Linked DNA regions of Danio rerio: region 1 is linked to region 2. A link is a contact called in public Micro-C data. All regions are on one chromosome and are shown on one strand. Each heading gives the region's core, a stretch centred on a gene start, on an enhancer-like site or on the middle of the called end of the contact. The rest is flanking DNA. Distances are from core to core; before and after follow the strand shown. Region 1 has its middle 140 kb from the start of enc1. Region 2 holds the start of enc1 (ectodermal-neural cortex 1).

Region 1 (6,066 bases), core at 1,192-3,691, 140 kb after region 2:
TCACCTTGATGATCCCTCGGTTCCAGCTCGCATCCAGCCGTTATGAACATATATTATGCTGCTGGTGGTTGTTGTTTGGCTTGCTGCTAAAACGGTGTCAACAGGCTGAGCACTACAAAAGCCCTGAAGCTCTGCTGTCATATTTGACACCCCAATGTCAACAGTAAGTCATATAGGATGTAAGATTGAGCCACCATGGATCAAACTTGTTGGTCTAGCAAATCCTACAGATGCTGTATAGAATTGAGCTCTGGTGAATTTGAAAGTCATAATAGACATTATATTCAAACAAACTATTTCTTATCATTGTATACAGTGTGACAAAGTGATTTGTCTTCCTAAAAGAGGTCACTTCCATCAGAAATCAGCATTGCCATGAAGGAGTGTACTTGGTCTGGAACAAAGTGCTGTAGGTAGCATGTGTCAAATTTATGTTCCAGGTTTTCCCAGCAGAGTATTGCCCAGAGGGCCAAACTTCCTCCTTCAGCTTGCCATAGTCCCACAGTGCATCCTTGTGCCTGCACTTTGCACATGATAGAAAAAAGCACTCAGTGTGCCAAGCAAACCTCCACTGCTCTGGAGTCCATGTGCAAATTAGAGGCACTTTCAGCAGCAGATGGATGGGTCATCCTAGTGACGGTTCTGTGGCCATGCTCATATACACTCACCAGCCACTTTATTAGGTACACCTTACTAGTACCGGGTTGGACCCGCTTTTGACTTCAGAACTGCATTAACCCTTCGTTGCGTAGATTACTGGAGGTACTGGAAATATTCCTCTGAGATTTTGGTCTATATTGACATGATAGCATCATGCAATTATTGCAGATTTGTCGGCTGCACATCCATGATCTGATTCTTGTATTCCACCACATCCCTAAAGTGCTCTATTGGATTGAGGTGAATGTGGAGGCCATTTGAGTGCAATGAACTCATTGTCATGTTTAAGAAACCAGTCTGAGATGAATCCCACTTTATGACATGGTGTGTTATCCTGCTGGAAGTAGCCATCAGAAGATAAAGGGATGGACATGGTCACAATGCTCAATTAGTACTAATGGGCCCAAAGTGTGCCAAGAAAATATCCTCCACACCATTATGCCACCACCACCAGTCTGAACTGTTGATACAAGGCAGGATGGATCCATGCTTTCATGTTGTTGACACTTAATTTTGTCCCTAATGTCACAGCAGAAATAGAGACTCATCAGACCAGGCAACATTTTTCCAATCTTCTATTGTCCAGTTTAGGTAAGTCTGTGCAAATTGTGATAGGACTGGCACCAGGTGTAGTCTTCTGCTGCTGTAGTCCATCCGCCTGAAGGTTGGACGTGTTGATGCTCTTCTGCATACCTCGGTTGTAACGAGTGTTTTTTTGAGTTTCAGCCTGTCAGTCTCTGACCTCTGGCATCAACAAGGCATTTGCGCCCACAGAATATATATAACTGTGTGTGTGTGTGTGTTGTGACACATTATTCCTATAGCATCATCCAAATTTTATGTGACTCGTAGTCACCCAACACCCTTGTTGTTGGTTTGTGGTTTGTCCGTCCTCAGACCACGGTTGGCAAAGTCTCACCACTGCTGACCAGGAGCAACCCATAATCCTTGCTGTTTCACAAGATACTGTGACTCAGTCATTTTGCCCTAACAATCTGGTTTTTTTCAAAATTGCTCAGAGTTTTTATTTCTGTTGCACAGATTTCTCCTGCATCCAAAATACTGATTACTGATTGTTTGCATATCGTTGAATCTATCAAGACCTTAATATATGGCCACGAAGATGTTTTGGATCATCAGTTTATAACAGTGTCATAATTTATTTTTATAGTACATTTCTCTTGTCCTTCATATTTGTGTGTTGACCTGTGAAAAGCTTTAGAGTGTCAATCATGTTAAAAAATGCCATTGAAAGGATACACACTACATTAAGGGCTCATGTGCCCACATGTGACGTGTTGGGAGTAAGAATGTATTGAATCCCAAGACAACATGTTTCAGGAGTGGGCCTCTTCTTTCCTGAGCCCTGGGAGTAAATCATACAAGCTTACAGGGTGTTAAATAGGCCCTTATAGAACTTTAACAGGACAAGCTACCCCCAGTTTTACCCCCCAGTCAGCAACCCTAAACACAGGTAGAGCGGCGTCACACACATTAATGAGAGCATGATTGGCTATGAATGGGCTGCTTTGTGAGGTGTGTGTGAACTCGATTACTGTTTAAACAGAGCAAATTGCTCAAGGCTAAAAAAGTTAGTCTCCACTAAATAGGTTGAGCTATTGTTGAACAGTGTTAAAAGAGTTTCTGTCAAAATGAAAGCTCATGTTTTATAGTGTATGTTCATCCACAACAGATGTGAAACACACAAAGCTACAAGGGCATGTGCAGCGTGTGCTTATGCATTTACCATGTGTGTTAATGAGGTGAAAAACAGCTTCAAAGCAGATCAAATGAAGTGAAGTCACACACATTGACCTGTGGCAGCACACAAACACAGCTTGCTTAGCTGTGTGAATGATGACCCTGTTGGGGGGGGGGGGTGTTTTTTACATTTTACAATAAGCTTTTATTTATTATAATGAGGGTAAAACTGAAAATGTTTTATGTGTTTTATCCTTACAGCTACAAAAGTCAAACAGTGTTCGTCAGTGCAAGCTTTTGTAAACAAAGTACAGTATTGTCCTTGTGTAAGTGCAAAAATAGGATTTTATAATTGTGACATCATGCACATACATATTATTTTTGCTTACTTGATTAACAAAATAGCAATGGTGAATTGACACAGGTGCATTGTTTACTATATAAAGTCACATAGCCAACTGCTAGCCTGGCATGAAAGGCTGTACGCAAAAGAAAAAAAATTATTAATTTCCTAATAGGGCTGTGAGATGTCTGGAAATTATCTAATTGTCATTTTTTTTAACAGATATTGAGATTTTCGATTTGATTTTCGATTTAAGTTTTAGTTTCAGCTCAATCACACTCCTTATATAGCCTCCTGTGGTGCTTTTTTGGGTGCTGGTTGTTGTATTTGTGCTCCACGCATTAGAGATCTGCGCGGGACTAAATTTTGAATCCCGCTCCCGCCCGCACCCGCCAGGTTTTAGCCCGAACCCGACCGCTCCCGCTTATGTTAAGAATTTATTGTCCCGCTGCCCGACCCGCCCCGTTTTCTGCCCGCCGCGCCCGATCCCGCTAAAGAGCGGGGGAGAACAAAACCGAAAATCCCCCAGCGCACGCGCACTCCGGCATTCCGGCGCGGATGCGGCAGCGTCGGCTCGCTTACGGCCGCCGCATCTGGCCCGATTGATTCAGGCCGGAATCGGGCAGTGAGTCCACAAGCATCCGGAGTCCGGCAGCCGGAGCCGGGCTGAGTGGTAAGTCTCCGGCAGGCGAGAATCTAGCCGGAACTGGCCCGAGTGTATTTTGCTATCTGGGAAAGCTCTCTCTCTCTCTCTCTCTCTCTCTCATTCGTGTGCGCGCACACTAACATACACACACACAAGCACCAAGCACTCACACAGGCAAAGCTCGCTCGCTCTCTCTCTCTCTCTCTCTCTCTCTCATTCGCATAGCAATATCCGCGATATTGCTAGACAGCCCGCTCCCGTCCCAAATTAAACCCGTTACCGACCGCTCCCGCGATTTATTCGGAAATTTATTCCCGCGCCGCAGAAATCTGCCCGCGGGACAGCCGCGGGAATGCAGACCTCTACACACATGTTTTTGCATCTTGTTTAATACACTATGAACAGCAGCTATGCTGTTTATTCTCTTTATTCTCTATTTCCACGTGGGGATACTCATCCTAAGGCCCTCAGAGACTATGCAGCGCCACTGATTCGATCCAAGACCAACGATCCCAAGGTTTCTATAATCCTGGACCAGGCCGTATCCTGAGCAGCTGCTGTGGTGGTCATGGAGGAGTGGAGAGCATATGACTGATTCCTGTGAGGCTCCAGGGACTGATGAGTCTCGCTGACGTCCAGCTTCACTAGCTGCAGCCCTGCACAAGACATTTGGCCACAGTAATTACGAAGCAATTTTACTGTCATTATTACAATCATGCACTTTTTTAGAAACTTCCCAACTTTTTTTTTAAACTTTAAAACTTATAAAACTCATTCTTGAGGTGCAGCTGATCAGAGAGCTGAACAGATCAGTTGGTTTGTGCAGGTTCTGTTTTGTGGATATGATTATATGCATTACTATAGAGATGTTAATACACAGCTGTCAATCAATTCAGTGGGCGGGGAAACCGCACTCCCATGTCATGTTGCCGTGGCCTCAAAATGGGCCTGATTTGGACCGTATTTTAATGTCAGAAAATTAAAAAAAAGAGACTTATTGTGTTTATATCACCCCAATATGACTGTGGACACACTATACCTACACAAAGTCCTGTCCAAACAGCTTACAAAAAAAGATTTTCATCATAGGTGCCCTTTAAGCCAAATTTGTCCATTACGTAAAAACAAACAACAACAACAACAACACACACACACACACATTCACAAATGAATTATGTTCAGTTTATGTTAAGTGTGAAGCATGAAAAAACAGTTAAATGGTTTTGGCACTTCACACAATGCATGCACATCTGCATGTTAAAGAATCTTTCCACATTCGTTTGGAATTTATCTTACTGTTTGAGTTTCCTTTAAAAACACACAATACTATTCCAGCCAAGAGTCTCTCTGGGAGGAACAGATTGAACAAGAGAGAAAGAGAGATGGCACTCTCTTATTTCCTTGAGCTCTGTCACCTGGCCAGCCGTAATCCATCATGCTGTGAAGGGTCTCAGACACAGGCACACACATACACACACACACTTACACACACACTTACACACAGACACACTGGTGAACGTGCTGGTAACCCCATCTCACCCTGTGTGGCCTTGATTAAAATGGGACCAAGTCGAAATAAATTATATCTTAAATAAACATGCCACCTGCAGGAGTTCCTGATTGCTTGAGGTGATTGGTTGAAGAGGGCGAAGTCAGGGGGGATTTTTAATGAACGAGTGCTCATGAAAACAACATCAGGGTGTTTGTGAAGGTGTTATGAAGAGCCCAGTCAAAACCGACTTGCTGAGGATATTTAACACTGCTGGAAATGTCGACAGGCTTCTCGTTTGAAATCCCAAAGAGAGAAAAGAGGAAACACACTAGAGCTCAGTGGGGAACGTTAATTAGTCTAGATTACATAGTTATGACTATGATTGATGAATATTTAATTAGCTTTGATTACATCCAACTATTGTTGTAAATTCAGTTTTCACATTCCGGTGGAAACAAAAAAGCTCTGTTAAAGCCAGAAACAACTGCGAAGAGTGTGGAGCCAATAAACCGCCCCAAATCATTTAACAAAACTATTACAAAATACCTCATGATGTGTCTAAAAGAGTATGATTTTATTCAGTGATTGTTTTATAGATTATAAACTATCACTTAACAATACTTTTATGGTATTAATGAATTTAGATTGAACGGAATTAAATTAGACTTATTAGACTATGTAGATAATATTTTTAATTAATTATCAAAAATATAATTAATAAATTCCCAGAGATGGGTTGCGGCTGGAAGGGCATCCGCTGTGTAAAAAACGTGCTGGATAAGTTGGAGGTTCATACTGCTGTGGTGGCGACCCTAGATTAGTAAAGGGACTAAGCCTAAATGAAAGTGAATGAAAGAGTATTCTATAAAAATAAAAAATGATGTATTGTTAAATATTTTTAATGTCATTTATCCTGTGAATTTTACACTCAGAAATACTTTTGCTGCTTGTTCAGACTCTCAAAATGAGTAAAAACTACACAATTCTTTTTTTTTTAATTTTTAAAGATTTTTTAAAGTTCAATCCACTTAAATTTGTGAAAACAGAAAATCATTTAAAAAGTGAACTCAATTTCTGTGGGGACAACACACTGTTAAAAAAAATAATAATGATGATCCCTTTCACTTTTTCTTGTTCACTCACTTTTGAAAACATCATCTGCACTGACCTAAAATTATTTGTCAGTAATACAAACATTTAGTCAGGTTAACATTAGATTGTTAG
Region 2 (6,303 bases), core at 1,357-3,856:
AAAACAAGAGACTATTAATCAGGTGGAAGTTAGTGGTGGTTGGAGCCAAGATATGCAGAGCTTCGGCCCTCCAGGGATTGAGATTGAGAACATTGTCCTACAACAGGGGTGTGCAAACTCAGTCCTGGAGGGCCGGTGTCCTGCATAATTTAGTTCCTGCAACTTCCTGCAACACGCCTGCCTGAAAGTTTCTAGTATAGTTTCTAGGAAAGTTTCTAGGAGCGCGGGGCACAAAGTACGCAGGGTTTTAAGGTATTTCCCCAGGGTTTACCATGGCATGCTTCCGAGGTTTTCACCACAATGTTGGCAGACGTCTTCCTGCCAATTATTGAAAAATTTTGGCAAAATTTGGAAGAGAAACACAGCAGAAACCATTTTTCAGCAATAAAGTATTTTTAATATACTCTATATTTTTTATTTTTAAAAAATCTGTGAAAGTATATTAGTAAAATCTCATATTCTTGTGATCGCCATCTTCTAGGCTAAAAGATGAAACCATTTTAAAAGATGTAAGAAACACAGTAACTGCTAGCCAATTTGGAGGAAAACATGACAGCAGGGTTAGTTGTAACAGGGTGTTACAATTAAGCCACACACTGTTAAACACCACTTAAACAAAATATTTTTGTACGCAGCGGATGCCCTTAAAACCGCAACCCGTCTCTGGGAAACATCCACACACACACACACACACACACACACATATACACTACGGCAAATTTAGCCCAATTCACCTGTACATGTCTTTGTACTGTGGGGGAAACTGGAGCACCTGGAGGAAACCCACGCGAATGCAGGGAGAACATGCAAACTCCACAAAGAAACGTCAACTGAGCCGAGGTTCGACCCAGTGACCTTTTTGCTGTGAGGCGACAGCACTACCTACTGCACCACTGTGTCACCATGTTGAGAACTTTTTAAATAAAAATGTTTTTTAATAGAAAATATTGTTTTAATAAAAAAATAATAATAATAATAATAGCATATATATATATTATTGCTAATACTGCAAATAAAAGCATTGTATAATAATGGATAATAATGCAAATAGATTCAAATGTGTTTATCCAATAAACAAATAAATATATAAACATACTGTGCTATGTAGAATAAAAAAAGAAATGAGCCAATTACTGAGGAAATATAGCTAATATTTTAAATATAATATAAAAACTGAATTTAAATTAATTGTGTGAAATCTGCCTGTAAATTCATGTGTTACAACTATCCCTCTGTCTGTTACAACTTGCCCCGCAGGTAAGGTAAATAGTAACATTTTTACTCCTGGCATTTTTGGCAATACTGCACAGAAACCATTGGTCCGGGGATCATAATTCCAGTGCTCATTTGTAGAGGCTTGTGTGTTGTTGATAAAAAAATATGGTTTGTCTAACCCCATTACTTTGTTCATTATTGACCAAAACCAAAAAGTGTTACTTTATGCCCCACTTTCCCCATACCTAGAAAGAGCTTGATAAGCTGGTTCAGCTGTGTTTAATTGGGGTTGGAACTAAAATTTGCAGGACACTGGCCCTTCAGGACTGAGTTTGGACAACCCTGCCCTACAGGAACAGGTTCGGACCCCTGGCCTAAATAGATCATCTGCCAATAGTTTCCACAAGTCCGTGTTGTCCGCCAGATGGCGCTTCTTTGTGTTCCAAAAATGAAAAATGACTGTAGAACCAAACAGAATGTATTCGGAAGGATGTTGGAAACTGTTGGAAATCCATAGCAGGAAAATGAACAGTAAGTCAATGTTCACAGGTTTCCAACCTTTCCCAAAATATCTTCATTCGTGTTCATCAGGAAAGAAAATTAACAGGTTGACAGAATTTTCAAATTAGGGTGGACTATTTTTTATTTATTTATTTTTTTATTTTATTTATTAATCTTGTCATTAAGTATTCTTATTGTTATTATTATAATTATTGTTGTTTTTGTTTGTACAAACAGCCCTATAACTGTCAGTATTTGCACATATTTTGGATCAGCCACATATTTAGAGAAGGAGGTTCACGAGAGCCTCATTATTTAGTCCACCACATTACTACCCTAGACCCACAATGTACATTTTCCATTCAAACGTTCCATAAATCAATGGGGCATTTACAAGTATAATCAGACAATGCAAATGCACCTTTTGTTCAGTCGGGGGCGACATTGCGCTGTGAATTAAAATTCATAATCAATTCTGAAGCTCTGAACCAACAACCAACGTGTAAATGGCAGTGCATCCCAAAGCAATGAATAAACGAAGTTTAGGTTGGACTCTACGTGTATTTATTGTTTAAAAACCTTTACTTATTATTTTTTATATTACTATTATAATTATAATTATAATACCGTTCACTAGATAATGCAACGCAGAAATATGTGAATATATCCTTGATTCATTAATGCAATGATTTCTTACCCACATCTTCCCTGGAGCAGCCTAATAAAATTCCTTTATTTTATTAATGAGGCACACCAACGGCGTCCTTATCTGTTTTCTCGTCGGTTCATCAGTCGTTCTCCTCCCACATTCTCTTGAAGAGCAGCGGCGCTCCGCCCCCCTCTCTTTCTTTCTTCCTCCTCTAAAAGCTGTTCACACCCGTCAGCTGTTCACTATCCAGACCTGCACGCGCAGCGCCGGAGCTGCACGCTGACGAGACGAGTCAGTATATTTCTGCACGTCGGTAACAAAAATAGAGGAAGTCGTGCAGCTTTCCGTGTAACTCCGCAACAGTATACTAAACGTCATTTATAGGCTCGTTACTTACGTTAAACCTAGGTGGAATAAGTCACACTTTATTTGTTTATTCTGTGGTTTATCCACGCGACATCGCACGCTGTTGCCAGAGCTCCCAGCGCCGCCAGTGTTGTGACTCTGTCCGCGTCGCGTTGTGGCATGTTCGGCGACCAAAGCAGACGAAACTGAAATCCTCATTGCTCCTGAACAGGTAAGATTTCCATGTTCATGAATAGATATCTATTATATGATAATAAAGATATGTTCGGTGGGAGTTATTTCTAATATATATTTATATTATTATTACTAGTAGTAGTAGTAATAGTAATATAATTACTGTTTATTATAGATAATACACTAGTGTGCAATATTGTAGTGAATTTTTAACAATGGAAAGTTATTAAACCGTATTAAAATTAATAGTCCTTTTGCAATTGATATAATTGTGTGACTATAAATATGTCATGCAAATACACTAATATTATTTAGCATTTCTGTTTATGTCATAAGTTAAAATTAGATGTCTGTTAAATCTGATGATACAAACATAACTTGAACTTGAAAAGCAGTTAATTGTGTTTTTACAGTGCCAACATTTTAGAAATGTTTATGAAATTGTCATTACCCTTTGTTTCATTGTAAGTTACAAGCTGAATGTTTATTCTTCATGCATACAATCATGCATGTTACATTGCAGTTTTTCGTGGTTTGCTTCAAAATAATTAATGGTCAATGTCAGCACATGGGTTCTGGCTCTTGTCCTTCACAGCTGTGACCAATTTGAATGGATTACTGGACTGTATCAGGTGTGATACATCACATTTGCTTCTGTGTCATTAATGTATTTAGCTCAGTTTGGAACTACATTTTGCCTCTGCACAACATTAGCGGAAACACAATTAAATTCTCCCTGGAGAGATGTTGACAGCCGGCAGGGACCAGGGGGCGTGTATCGCTTACATGGAAATTCAGACTGATTGGATTTGAATGTGCACCATATAGGCGACCAGATGGCAGTCGGTGACATTGACACACTTTGTGTTGACTCTGTGCCTAGTGCTCAACTCTTTGTTCGTTTTTTCCACAGTAAATTTCAGGCAGGAGTGTTTACTTCTGAAAGTTTTTTCCCTTCCTTCAGTTTCCCCCTCCTTATCCGTCCGTCTTTGAACACCTGGTAATGATTAGACTCCCTCGCATTTGTTCACATTCCAGTCGGCTAGACATCAGAGAGGTTTCCAGTGGGTTTTTATGTTGTGTTTGCAGAATTACATCATCTTTCTCTGCCTTCATATTGAGGTTTGGCATGCTCTTTGTGTATTTTGCTGATATTGATCATATCACTGTTCAAAACAATGTCAGTCAACTTCTGCAACTGACAACTGAGGCTGTTTAAACCCCAGCAGGATGCCAGTTCCTACTAGAATTCAAAAGTGCTCCTGAGAATCTTTCCCTCCTCATATTCAGGAGTGATTTACAATAGTCTCAAAACGTTAGCATATATTACATGTTAAAAACAGTGCATTTATGATTTGTTTTTATTTCTGCATCTTACGTTTTTGTCAACAGATTTTTTTTCTCTCTCTCTTTTTTTTAGGATTCAATGAAAATGTCTGTCTGTGTCCACGAGAACCGCAAGTCTCGTGCCAGTACAGGGTCAATGAACATCTTCCTGTTCCACAAGTCTTCGTACGCTGACAGTGTGCTAATGCACCTGAATGCCCTTCGTCAGCAGAGACTGTTCACCGATGTCCTGCTCCATGCGGGAAGCCGCTCTTTCCCCTGCCACAGGGCTGTGCTGGCCGCCTGCAGCCGCTACTTTGAAGCAATGTTTAGCGGAGGCCTGAGAGAGAGTCAGGACAGTGAGGTGGACTTCAGAGACTCCATTCATCCTGAGGTATTGTTTTAGCACTCAAAAAAAGTAAATTTTTTTGTACCATGTTGTGGTTTTAGGTCGGTATGTCCTTTTTTCTTTTCTAAAATGAAAGACAGTGGATTTTAGTCCATTGTTGTTATAATAAATGTCAGTGGGCTTGAAAGACATAGCTTAAAAACACTCCCTCAAATATAATCTTTTGTGTGAAAGGTTCAAAATGGTATGAAAGTGAGTAACCTATGACAAATTGGGTACAAAACATAATTGATTGAAGATTACTAAGCATGTCAAGAGGTAATAATAAGGTTTGCTTTTGAAAAACAATAGTTCTGTGGTTTTCAAATGATCTTAAATTAGAGGTTGCCACTTGTTGGTTAACTTTGTGTTTATGCCCCATTGTCTAGGTTTTGGAGCTACTTCTGGACTATGCCTACTCGTCAAGAGTGATAATAAATGAGGAGAATGCAGAGTCTCTGCTTGAGGCCGGTGACATGCTGGAGTTTCAGGACATCCGCGATGCCTGTGCCGAGTTCCTAGAGAAGAACCTTCACCCATCTAACTGCCTGGGCATGCTGCTGCTCTCAGATGCTCACCAGTGCACCCAGTTGTTCCAGCTGTCCTGGAGCATGTGCCTCAGCAACTTCCCTGCTATCTGCAAAACTGAGGAGTTTCTCCAGCTGCCCAAGGACATGCTGGTGCAACTTCTGGCACATGAAGAACTCGAAACAGAGGACGAGCGGCTAGTCTACGAGTCGGCGCTCAATTGGGTGAACTACGACCTTGAGAGGAGGCACTGTCACCTTCCGGAGTTGCTCCGTACTGTGCGTTTGGCGCTCCTGCCTGCCATCTTCCTCATGGAAAATGTCTCAACGGAAGAGCTCATCATCGCACAGGCTAAAAGCAAAGAGCTGGTGGACGAGGCCATCCGATGCAAACTGCGCATCTTGCAAAATGACGGTGTTGTCAACAGTCCTTGTGCCCGGCCCCGCAAGACCAGTCATGCCCTTTTCCTGCTGGGCGGCCCCACATTTATGTGTGACAAGCTCTACCTGGTGGACCAGAAGGCCAAAGAGATCATTCCAAAGGCTGACATCCCCAGCCCACGCAAAGAGTTCAGCGCCTGCGCCATTGGCTGCAAAGTATACGTGACAGGTGGCCGAGGCTCTGAGAACGGTGTGTCCAAGGACGTTTGGGTGTACGATACATTACACGAGGAATGGTCCAAGGCAGCTCCGATGTTGATAGCTCGTTTCGGTCATGGCTCGGCAGAATTACGCCACTGCCTGTATGTCGTCGGAGGTCATACAGCTGCCACTGGCTGTCTGCCTGCATCACCATCTGTGTCCTTGAAGCAGGTAGAGCAGTTTGACCCAGTTGCTAACAAGTGGAGCATGGTGGCACCCTTGCGAGAAGGAGTCAGTAATGCAGCTGTCGTCAGCGTAAAGCTCAAGTTGTTTGCGTTTGGAGGGACAAGTGTGGCCCATGACAAGCTGCCCAAAGTTCAGTGCTATGATCCCTCAGAAAATCGCTGGACGGTCCCAGCGTCCTGTCCGCAGCCGTGGCGATACACTGCAGCAGCTGTTCTAGGCAACCAGATCTTTGTAATGGGTGGTGACACCGAATTCTCAGCTTGTTCTGCCTACAAATTCAGCAGTGAGACTTATCAGTGGACTAAAGTCGGAGATGTTACAGCGAAACG

Evidence for each region. A called contact is a pair of places that touch in the nucleus more often than the background predicts.
Region 1: a contact with region 2 is called in a Micro-C map of caudal fin, with 2.5 times the contacts expected there. The contact joins the enhancer-like site here to the promoter of enc1 in region 2. A contact is called at or near these places in 1 of 18 Hi-C or Micro-C datasets (caudal fin) and 2 of 4 datasets of contacts at active chromatin or transcription factors (caudal fin and gastrula embryo).

The regions. Positions count from the first base shown.
Region 1 is chr5:35,386,925-35,392,990 of GRCz12tu, forward strand. No RefSeq gene overlaps it. Among named protein-coding and RNA genes, the nearest start is that of enc1, 140 kb to the left of the region's middle. Within about 2 kb of position 2,442, at least 5 of the 62 cell types and tissues checked have an H3K27ac peak or open chromatin away from gene starts, as enhancers often do. A contact at or near this core is called in caudal fin and gastrula embryo, where this site is marked.
Region 2 is chr5:35,242,735-35,249,037 of GRCz12tu, forward strand. It overlaps enc1 (ectodermal-neural cortex 1), which reads left to right and starts at 2,607. Exons shown (of 4, transcript XM_682408.8): 1 at 2,607-2,942; 2 at 4,326-4,625; 3 at 5,009-6,303. The coding sequence starts at 4,332.